Linked DNA regions of Aedes albopictus: region 2 is linked to region 1. The links are chromatin contacts, called in public Hi-C maps. All regions are on one chromosome and are shown on one strand. The core of a region is the stretch at or near the end of the contact, and the rest is flanking DNA. Distances in the headings are between cores, read along the strand shown. Region 1 holds the start of LOC109428178 (organic cation transporter protein). Region 2 holds the start of LOC109427872.

What was found. Hi-C and Micro-C count contacts between places; a contact is called where the count stands out from the background.
Region 2: a contact with region 1 is called in a Hi-C map of whole body, with 6 times the contacts expected there. The contact joins the promoter of LOC109427872 here to the promoter of LOC109428178 in region 1. A contact is called at or near these places in 2 of 3 Hi-C or Micro-C datasets (whole body and whole pupa).

The regions. Positions count from the first base shown.
Region 1 is chr2:252,625,758-252,631,186 of AalbF5, reverse strand. It overlaps LOC109428178 (organic cation transporter protein), which reads right to left and starts at 2,982. Exons shown (of 10, transcript XM_019703866.3): 1 at 2,235-2,982; 2 at 2,014-2,159. The coding sequence starts at 2,373.
Region 2 is chr2:252,821,261-252,827,180 of AalbF5, reverse strand. It overlaps LOC109427872, which reads right to left and starts at 1,952. Exons shown (of 4, transcript XM_019703457.3): 1 at 1,333-1,952. The coding sequence starts at 1,395.

The DNA of each region.
Region 1 (5,429 bases), core at 1,733-4,232:
GCAACGGCAACCAGTTCGATATAGTACAATTAGAATAGAATACATTTAGGCGCTGTACAAAAGTGAAAGTGCAGCGTCCAATTGAAATCGCTCACGCAGTGCCCTAGAGGACAAAAGAGTACGCTGGTCAGTGTGCCCGTTCAGCATGTATACGCCACCAGAGGCGTGTTTCAAGTGCTTCGATCAAGGACACAAGTCACACATCGCCCTACACCGACAGCGCCCTACTAGCAGACTCCTACCGCATCCTCCCCGATAACGGAAACTGAGTAGCGGATAAGGCCAAGATAGCGACGACCCGTACAACCGGTCGTTTCCCGATCCAGAAAATAATTTCCACGTCGCACGAGGGCTTCGTCATCGAGGATGGCTGGTCTCACGCTTCGATAGGCTGGCATTTGACGAACGATTGCTTATGGAGAGTAACACCAACGATCTGTCCAGCGAGTATCTAGTCGGAACTCTAAGCCGTGCGTGTGACGCCGCAATGAATGAATGAGGTCGAGACAGCTGGCGGTCACACCCCACAAGACGGAGATGGTCGTGGTAAACAACTGCAAGTCTGAACAACATTCAGTAGTCACCACTGGCGGGTGCACGATCAACTCCAAGCACTCACTCAAGCAACTCGGAGTCATGATCGATAACAAGCTGAACTTCGGCAGCCACGTGGAATATGCTCGCAAAAGGGCAAGCATGGAGATTATGGCACTATCGAAGAAAATGTCAAATAGCTCGGCGATAGTCTCGAGTAAGCGTAGACTTCTCGCGACAGTAGCGGTCTCCATCAGCGCATACCGTACGGTGTCAAAGGACATGGTATGTGTGCTAGCGGATATGATGTCCATAGCACTTGTGGTGGCGGAAGACGAATAGTGCTTCGAGAGACGCGGTACAAGAGGCGCGAGACGGATTGCCAGAACATCGTCGATGTTGAAATGACAGAGATTGGGATTCCTCTAGCAAGGGTAGATGGACACACAGGCCCCATAGCGAGGTGAACTTTCACTTGATACAATTTCTGTCAGGCCATGGGTGCTTTAGGTGGTATCTACACAAATTCAGACACACAGGTTCTCCCGCATTTCCAGAGTGCGCAGAGAAAATGGCGGGCGGACCAACAGCAAGTTGAGTTAGCCCCTCTATCCTCATCCAGGAATTTGAGTAAACGGGTAGTCTAAAGTAAGCCAGGGCCCAAGCTTCCAGGGGAAAGAGGACAACTTAAGGTGGTAAGTAGTGGAACGCTAACCAATAGAGAATACTCATGTACAGTCCCCACCTTTTCGGAGTTATCTCTAACGGGCGTAACGCGAAGGTAAGGAAGAGAGAGAATTAGTGTTAACTGGGCCGAAATCCACATAACCCGAGGAACCACCTCTTGGCAGATTTTTTTCATTCTACATATACAAAAAAAGAGGCTCAGCAGTGAAGTTATTTGGTTGCACAGGAGCCACCGTTGTGTAATTCTAACTCAAATGCTAGAATTACTTGAAAACAAGTCGTATGCAACCAAAAACATGCTCTGCCGTGACTCTTTTGTGACATGTGTGTTACTTGGGATATCGGTTTCTAATGGCAACGGATATCGCACTATCTTACCTTTCCTTCCTTGATAATCGTACGGACGTGCCCGGTGAAGATAATCACTTCATAAAGCTTAGGACTTACAAAGGTGCATGCACATTAAGGAAGGTCACCAGTCAACCCCGCGCCCCATTTGTTGGTTCGTTGAGCAATTTTGATTGGTCAAGTCAATCACGAAATAGCAATTACTAATTGTACGATCATTGAGAGAAAAAATATGGCTACAATCCAGTTTTTTTTATATCAGAAGTTGCATTGAACCACCTAACCTCACCTACTAATGAAATGAAGAATATCAAAACGGTTCTTCCTACAAGGTACCTACCATGCTGAGCTGAGCGTTGAGAATATTTGTTGGCAATCAACGTAAGGGGGATACTGTTTGCAACAATCTCTTCTATTCACAGAATGCCAAAAATGTTTTCTCACCTGTAGACTATTATTAAAAACGTTACAGTAGTCGAAGGCGAATCCTCCATCACTTATTATTCCTTTCACCGGATGAGATGCCATAATCCATTTTGTTCTGTTGAAGTCATCACTGATTGATATCGGTGGCTTACAGTAGTATTCACCTGCAACGGCAGATCAGGTGAAGTTTGTTCACTTTTTTGAATTCCAGGAGGATACACCAATTCAAATTATCTCACCTGGCCTTGGAGCTGGAGCCGTGAAAATTATGCAAGCCATGAACCAAGACGATGGAATTTTGACCAAGTGTATCAGCATAACCGCTCTGAGTTGCCAGGTTCCAAAATCTTTGATGATCGGTGACAGGAAATCCGCCATTCTTGTTTAGTTATTTCTAGGTAGCGTGCAACGTTCATATAGGTGAAAATCTTTTCGTACACTTCAAATTTAGTTTCCGTCTGATGGATGGGCTTCGCTATTATGAAACAGATTGCACAATGTCGTACTTTTCATCAAACAATTATAAGATAGGTTCACACTGTAAGGCACAAAAGTTATCTGAGGCGAACCAGTATGAGAGAGATCCTATCCGTATAAACTAAGAGCGCGAAATAGAACACCAAGAACAATTCCACGCGGACACTCAGACGTCCTACTAGCTCTGTTCTTCACCCACATAGCACACTTCGGCACTTCGATTTAGCAAAAGACGCGGCAATTACTAAACTACTGTGAGGCATGCAATACAATTAAGTATCGGTCCCGCATGTGAGCTTCGGTTAGACGACAGCGTTTGGTTGATACTGTGGAAAGTACCCCCTTTGAAGTGATGGATTCGAAACGAGAACGAAATCAAATGCCTAATCGAACTATGTAGTAACAGTTCTGTCTACTGTGGGACCGACTGATGTAACATTGAACTTGTCCCACATTTTAAATAAAGCTTCCTCCTCACAGCTGAGGGAAAGCTCAACTGGCAGGGAAGAGAAAACCCAAGTGCCAATACGAATGGTTAAACGACACACGCGTCACGGCGTGTGTATGGGAAAGGTTTATAACAAAAAAATAGGCATCGTCAAATTTTTCGCTATTCAAAAATAGAGGCTTTCAGCTTTCATTTGCAGGGTCCCTCAAAAAAATCCACCGAGGGATCCCGAACAACTTTTTCAGAATACTGTGTTTCCCCATACAAAATGCACGGTTCCAAATTAATCCCTATTTCTACTTAACAAACATACCCAATTTTTGTATGAAAAAGTTCCCCCGATGGAATATTTCGATGTTGGGCTTGAATGAAAGCTAGAAGCGTCAACTTTCACGTAACGTTAAAATTAGCGATGCCTATTTTTTTGTAATAAATTTCTTCTACCAGACACACCGTGGCGTATTTATAGAAGTATGTAGATACCTACTAGCAGACCGATCGTGAACGAGCAGACTGTGAATCCTAATAAATAGCAACCATCACCGGTCAATGGGGCTGATTTGAGATACAGCATGTTGATATACGAGTCCCGCATATCAGTCCTTTTCGAATTTTTCATCACTTAGTCGCGCGACGAGTGTTTATTTTATTGTACTCTGGGGTGGCCCTGGCCCATACCGTTCGAATAGGGAGGAGGCTGGGGGTCGCGAAAGTTTGTGTTTGTTTATGGATAGAGGAACGCGTAGAGATGTATGAAGTGTCCACGGGGAAATTATTGATTTTACTTGCACGACGTTTTCCTACTACTCCGTTAACGTTGATGGATTCAATTGTGCCAACCATACAAATACCGTAAAAAGAGGTATATTGAGAAGGTTTAACATATGTGTGCTTAGTACATTATCGCCAATTTTAGATCTATTTTTCAATGATTCAATATGCGAATGATAAATCGTTATGACACAAAGAAACATTCAATGAGCACCATACAACGGTAATAGAATTTGCTCTCAACGAAACGGCAAGATCTAACTGAAATGCTACTGTTCGCAACAATAAGCACAGATTTTAATTGATTGATTGAAAATAAGTTAAGTGTCTGCCAGCATACCGAGCCGCTACTCCAAGATTGAAACAACTTAGACTGGCTTAAAATCAATACATATTATATTCTCTAAAGGGAATATTTTACTTACTTACTTACTTACTTACTTACTTACTTACTTACTTACTTACTTGCTTACTTACTTACTTACTTACTTACTTACTTACTTACTTACTTACTTACTTACTTACTTACTTACTTACTTACTTACTTACTTACTTACTTACTTACTTACTAACTTACTTACTTACTTACTTACTTACTTACTTACTTACTTACTTACTTACTTACTTACTTACTTACTTACTTACTTACTTACTTACTTACTTACTTATTACTTACTTACTTGCTTACTTACTTACTTACTTACTTACTTACTTACTTACTTACTTACTTACTTACTTACTTACTTACTTACTTACTTACTTACTTACTTACTTACTTACTTACTTACTTACTTACTTACTTACTTACTTACTTACTTACTTACTTACTTACTTACTTACTTACTTACTTACTTACTTACTTACTTACTTACTTACTTACTTACTTACTTACTTACTTACTTACTTACTTACTTACTTACTTACTTACTTACTTACCCTTACTCTTAAGCCTGCCTTTGTTGCGATATCGTGCTGGTATTGCTGATATCGATTCGCTCCCGAATTTGTATCGCTTTCGGCTTTTTACGTTTGTAAAATTTTGTGAACATTTTGTCAGTTTATTTTGTTTGTTATAGGGTACCTGTAGGGTGGAGTGGGGCAAGATGGGTCGCGGGGCAAGATGGGTTAGTGCCATTTTCGGACGCATTACTCATGTTTTGATTATGTTAATAATTTTGTTAGATGACCAGCATGAATATACAAAAGTTTTGGGCATTGATTGAAAAATTATTCACTCTCATTGGAAATAAAAAATAAAATAGTTTTAGCCATTTTTCTTATGCGATACATTCCATATAATCTCTATATAAACGGCCGCGGGGCAAGATGGGTCACCTTCAATTTTGAACGTATTTTTGGAGCATTCAAAAGATAATTATTTTTTATTACAAGAGTTTCTCATAAATGACTTCAGACGAACTTGGTGGTCTAGTGGCTACCGCTTCATATGCAGATGGTTCTGGGTTCAAGCCCTGGCTCGTCCCTTTCCTCCTACTTTGTATCTTTCTATCTACTTTCCTTCCAACTTTCATCACAGCACAGTGTCAATCTATCATATAACGCCTACAAGTTATGCAACCAAGCGAACTGTGCCGCTTCACAGTAATCTTCACACAATCTATCGCTTTACGCCTGGCATCCTTGCACCAATGCATGATCCATGTGCCAAAAATAAACATTTCCCACCAACACACCAACATCCGCAGGACCTTGTGCAGGCGCAGAGGATTCAACGGCC
Region 2 (5,920 bases), core at 703-3,202, 200 kb before region 1:
GGTCTTGTAAAATAATTTACAAGTTAGATTTAAAGTATTGCAGAAGTCATATTTAGTTTTGAATATATCGATTTACCATTTTGATGAACTCAAAAGATATTATTTATCTAACATGTCAACCTTAATTCCAGTTTTCGACGATTAAATTTGGCAGTATGTATTCTAAACTTATTGAAGAGAAAACTGCGTTGATGTACACTTTGTATCCAGAATATAATTTCTGCTGAGTCTCTCAAGTTCTCCAAAGTTTCTACAATACCCATCTTTGATTGGAGATTCTTGGTAAAGTTATGGTTATTATGGTCACTGCATAAGCACAGGTAAAGTTGCAGATGCGAAATAAATTTGAATCAATTGCTTGTATTGCGCATCATTAAGCTAATCAAGAGCTACAATATACATACACTAACTCGCATCGAGTTGCGACATATAAAAGTAGGTAAAAGCTCAATTTTTGCATCCCAGATCACTTGAGATTTTAACAAGAAGCATAATGCATGTTGCTAAATCTTTAAATATTGTTTTTCAACCAGTACTATTAAATCTTTGGGACATTTTACTAAAAATCTAGGTACTTGCAGTGCCATACTTTGTAAAAAAATATTTCGTCATAGCGGCCGAAAATTATCCACACAGCATATGCTTTTCTTCATCTATCGTATAAAGAATGCAAAACTTCGGAATAAATGAAGTTGTTTCCGGATGTTACGCGGAAAATGCAGAATATAAACAAACATCAACTGCCATTTCAAATTAATAGTGACCTGTCGGATGAATTTTGACAGGTAAATGAACCAAAATAACTTGTATTTTCATGTTCACTAATATTACAAGTGCTAATAATATTAGTGGAAAATTGAGCCTTTATGCAACACAAATTATTAGCACTTGTAATATTAGTACTTGTAACTTGTAACTTGTAGCTAATATTATTAGCCCGATTATGCTACAGGGCCCAGATCACAACTCATCAACATAGAGAACTGGCCTTACCATCTCGGAAGCTAGGGTTCGACTTTTCTTGAAATACAGTGTTGAATATAGCTGTTCAATCGCCGAGGATCATTAAAAAGGAAGACCATAGAGCAGTTAGCCGACAAGTATAGATTATAATATAGAGTCAATTGGAATGTAATGCCCAACAGGATTAGGCGAATCGATGAAGCGTTGTGAGCTGATATCAAGGCTGATATAGACATTAGGATTAAATGTGGTTCGCCACACCTGTAGCCATGGTAGTCATAATTCATTACACCAACACTGTTCCTTACCAATTTAAAAAATGGTAAAACAAACTTGCATTTTTTATTTAATTAGATACATCTGACTTACCAATATGAGGAAAAACAGTCCTATCACTAGAATTAACCATAGCACATGGAAAACCCACCACATTTAGCACTATTTTTTCGGATTCAGCTCAGTAAAAAAACGGAAGCACCAAATAAAATGTGTTTGTTTTCCACTGTTTAGTCACTATGTAACTAAATTCGTGTTCCAATCAAACTTGCGATCTGCGTTCCAAAACTTTACGTGTGCGCGTATTGATTTATAGTTATGTTGCTTATCAGATCTTTTATCACATTGATACTAAACACCAAGTTCTATTTATTCGCCGTTCATTGGCTCCACCTTTACGCGTGATTTCTCCTCTGTCTATTTCGAAGTTTGCCAATTAATTACGTTCGCGTTACTATTTTGAAACAATCAGCCACTTCGAATGACGGCCTGGTGAAACTGTTGGTGGGTTTATTTCACTTTGTCCCTGATAGCCGGAGAGACGCTTGTAAATTGTGTCTACGACGATGGCTTTCGCGACAGTCTCCAGTCACATCATCGATATGATAAGCGAGTTTGATAGGTTTTAGCAATGGCTTCAATTATTGTTTCGGGATTTTATCGTACCCTGCTGGTTGCTGATTGCGCATTTCAACTCTCGCTCGTGGTCGATGATAACGGTTTCACGGCTGCCGAGGAAATGTCGCCCAATAGGATGCAATATTTTTGTATTTTCCTTCTTTTCCGCGACGTTACATCTCAACTTGAGAGATACAGCCCAACTCAACTGTAGTTGTAAACACTCTCATAGTTATTTCTCAAAGTTTTTTTTTACATTTTTTAAATGATTTTAGACGGACTAGAGGAGTCATAATCATTGAGATCATTTTCAATTATCTTGGGTTTATTGTGTAGCTTTGTTTTTAGTCTAGTCCAAGGTCTAGTATAGACTGGTCTAGTCTACACATACACAGCCATTCATTGAAAGAATCCTGAAAAATGATAGAATCGACTATTTCTATCATTTTTCCTTGTCATTATCAATACTTGCAGTACATCGTAAAAATGTATTACAAGTACTAAAGCGGCCAGCCCTACTGTGCAGCATTGATTTTACAGAAAAAAACCAATGATCAGGGAGATCTCATACCACCCGATCCGTAAACGTGTATTAAATGAAACATAAACAGATGAATACGTTGGGAGTGACTTTGATAAGAAAATTATTGTCACTCACGCAGAAAAAAGCATGGTAAAATCAAAAATATTTCAGGTAAACTCAAACAAATTGTCAATTTGTTCTGGCAACAAAAATAAAACTGTTTGGAGCAAATCGAACGTCACATTTGAAGCAAATTCAATCCATTTTTGAAACAAACATGCATCTTCTGACAGGTTATGTTAGAAACAAATGTATTTTTTTTTTGTTTTTTTTTGTGGCAGGTCGGCCCTACGGAAATATTTGTTTTCCAATTAAATTTACAAAGTCATTTCCTTCTCTAGGAAAACCCACTTCCCGCGTGGCACTTTCAATGCCAGCATCATGTAGATAACATACGCTCTCGAAATCAATGGGATTTCGTGGAAACTTTTGGTGAAACTTGATTTTTTTTGCAAGAGGAAATCTTGTTTGGTGCTGCAGCTGGAACTTGAGAGTTTTGTTTATGTTCTCGAAGGCGGAACGGGGGGCTCTTCAATGGGTATTGCAGAAATCAATATGTAATTGAATTAGTTTTAAAAATTAATATTTTAGTTTTAAAAATTTTACCAGTTTACCGAATAAACATGAATATGTTTGTTTCAAATGAACGAAATGTGTCTCCGTGCTCCATTGCTCCAGGGCTCCAGGGAGGAATCACCGTGCCCACCACTCCGAATTTATATCGACGGTGATGAAATCGAGGCTGTTGAAGAATTCGTGTAATTGGGCTCACTGGGGACCGCCAACAACGACCCCAGCAGAGAAATTCAGAGACGCATTGTGGCAGGAAATCATGCTTTCTTTGGACTCCGTAGAACCCTACGTTCGAATAAAGTTCGCCGTAACACGAAGTTAACTATCTACAAAACGCTGATTAGACCGACCGGTGGTTCTCTATGGGCACGAAACATGGACCCTATGTGCAGAGGACCAACGTGCCCTTGGTGTTTTCGAACGGAAGGTGTTGCGTACCATCTACGGCGGAGTGCAGATGGAAGACGGGACTTGGAGAAGGCGAATGAACCACGAGCTGTATCAGCTGCTGAGAGAACCAATCATCGTCCATACCGCGAAAATTGGGAGGCTACGGTGGGCGGGTCACGTCATCAGGATGTCGAATAGCAACCCGACTAAAATGGTTCTCGAGAGTCATCCGACCGGTACAAGAAGAAGTGGAGCGCAGCGAGCTAGGTGGGTCGACCAAGTGGAGGACGATCTGCGGACCCTACGCAGAGTGCGGAACTGGAGACAAACAGCCATGGACCGAGTGGAATGGAGGCGGCTACTATGTACAGCAGAGGCCACCCCGGCCTTAGCCTGATCGGTAAGGTAAGTAAGCCAGGCCCGGAAGCCTAGATTTTAAGCACCAGTACTGTAGGTTATTGCAGAACGTAGCGCCGGTAGGGTGTACGGTTTGGGTCTAAAATGACTCTAGTACCAAAGGAGGGTTAAGAATGATATCTAGATCACAATTCTATAATATTACCTGTTTCCAAAGTATTTGTTAATGTAACAACTCGCTGTTTTTATCAGGAATGACATAAATTTCGAAGTAACGGATACCCGAGCAGAAGAGAATAGCAACAGTATAATAAAATATGTTATTTTGGAAAAATAACTGAGTAATGGAAAGAGTTATTGTCATGTAATTTACATAACATATCATGTTATAAACTTGTCTGTCATAAGCGGCAAAATAACAAAAATGATAACAAAACAATGTTCCTGGAAGACCCGTTCAATAACACGTTTTGTTAGTTTCAATAACAACTCAATAATAGCGAATTTGTCAATAACAAATTTTGCTATGAATAAGTTATTGATAACAATCTGAAAACAAAATTTGCTTTGTATCTACTGTGGTGGTAGAGTTCCTATCCTCCAAAGTCCCATACCTACTAGGTCCCATATGAATTCAATGGGATACGCAACAATTGGAGCTTAAGTTGAATTTTTAATCCATAAAAGGAACAGCGTGTCTACTGTTGCCACAAGCGATTTATTATCAAAAACAGATTGAAATAATAGTTTTCATATATTTTTCAAACAAATTAGGATGAAAAACTACCGACTAACTTTTTAAAAGCCCTTATTAGGTGGTACGATCATTGTTTATTACATTTATATACATTATTACCTCACTGATAGCCACATTAACTCAAGTGAATCTAAGTGGCTTCAATGCAGTGAAATCAATAAAAATAAAATGTCCTAAAATAGTCAATGGAGTTCTTCTTCTTGATGACTTTCACTGGATGACTGGAATTTTACAAGCTGATCCAAAACGTTTCATAAAATGGCTATCACTCTATTACACTTTCTATACTCGTACCTAACTAAAACTGGGACAAAAAAAAAACAAATATATTAATCAAAGTGCTCACAAACCAAAATGCTTATAAGTTGGCTCTGTCACAGTTAGAATTTAATATCAGAAAGAAGAACAAGAGGAACTGATGAGAGAATACTATTTCCTCACGGAATGCTGTGAACAACATAAATATCGAATGGTGTTGTTTTGATTACAAAGCTTGTATGTTGTGCTATGTATGATCAAATATTTGTACAGTCACAATAACACAATAACAACTGAACTAGTGCTACAACAAAGTATGTTATTGAAATGTAATTTAAAGAAAATATACCTATAGCACGATCATAACAAAATAAGATTATACAACAGAACATGTTATGGAACGGTGATGCCTCAATAAATTAATAATAACAAAATAAGATATAAAAATAGGTTTTGTGATTCCGTTGTTATTATTATGATATTATCCTCTGCTCGGGTATAACGTAGGAAAATGCAATCATACCACAGTGGTTCCGCCATAGGTCATTATTCCAAAAATTTGACCACAATGAAACTGTGATATCATTGCGGACACATCAAGTTTAATAACTAGGGACAATCATTACTTTTTTCACATGTATGCCGAAACTTTTCCTCTGAACTCATGAAAGTAGATATTTTATTTGAATTTTTATAATTTCTGTCCTATGCATTTATCACTCTATTAAAAAGTCTCATCCATTCGACATGTATTTGGTTGATTGTGTTTGATTCTTACATAGTTGAAATCGATGTTTATCACAAATTTAGATGCCTCTCTATTTCATTTTATTTGAATAAGTGTGACTTAATTAGATGCTTTTTGCCACAGAGTATAAAAAAACTGAAAGTTTTCAACAAGCCGAAAAAAGTGTTTCCCCTTCCGACCGCTTCGGAAGTTCTTCTATAAAATTTCCCTTTAATCTTAAACAATGATTTACTGGCAAATTTACGTGCGACCGTTTGCGACCAGATTGGTGGTAGTCACTTAAGTGTTGTACTTTGAATTTACTCAAAATCTAACAAATACCTCCTGCATTACATTTCATGGAACACTTTTTTCTAACTTTCATCCTCTTTATCCACTACATTATGTGTGTTTCACT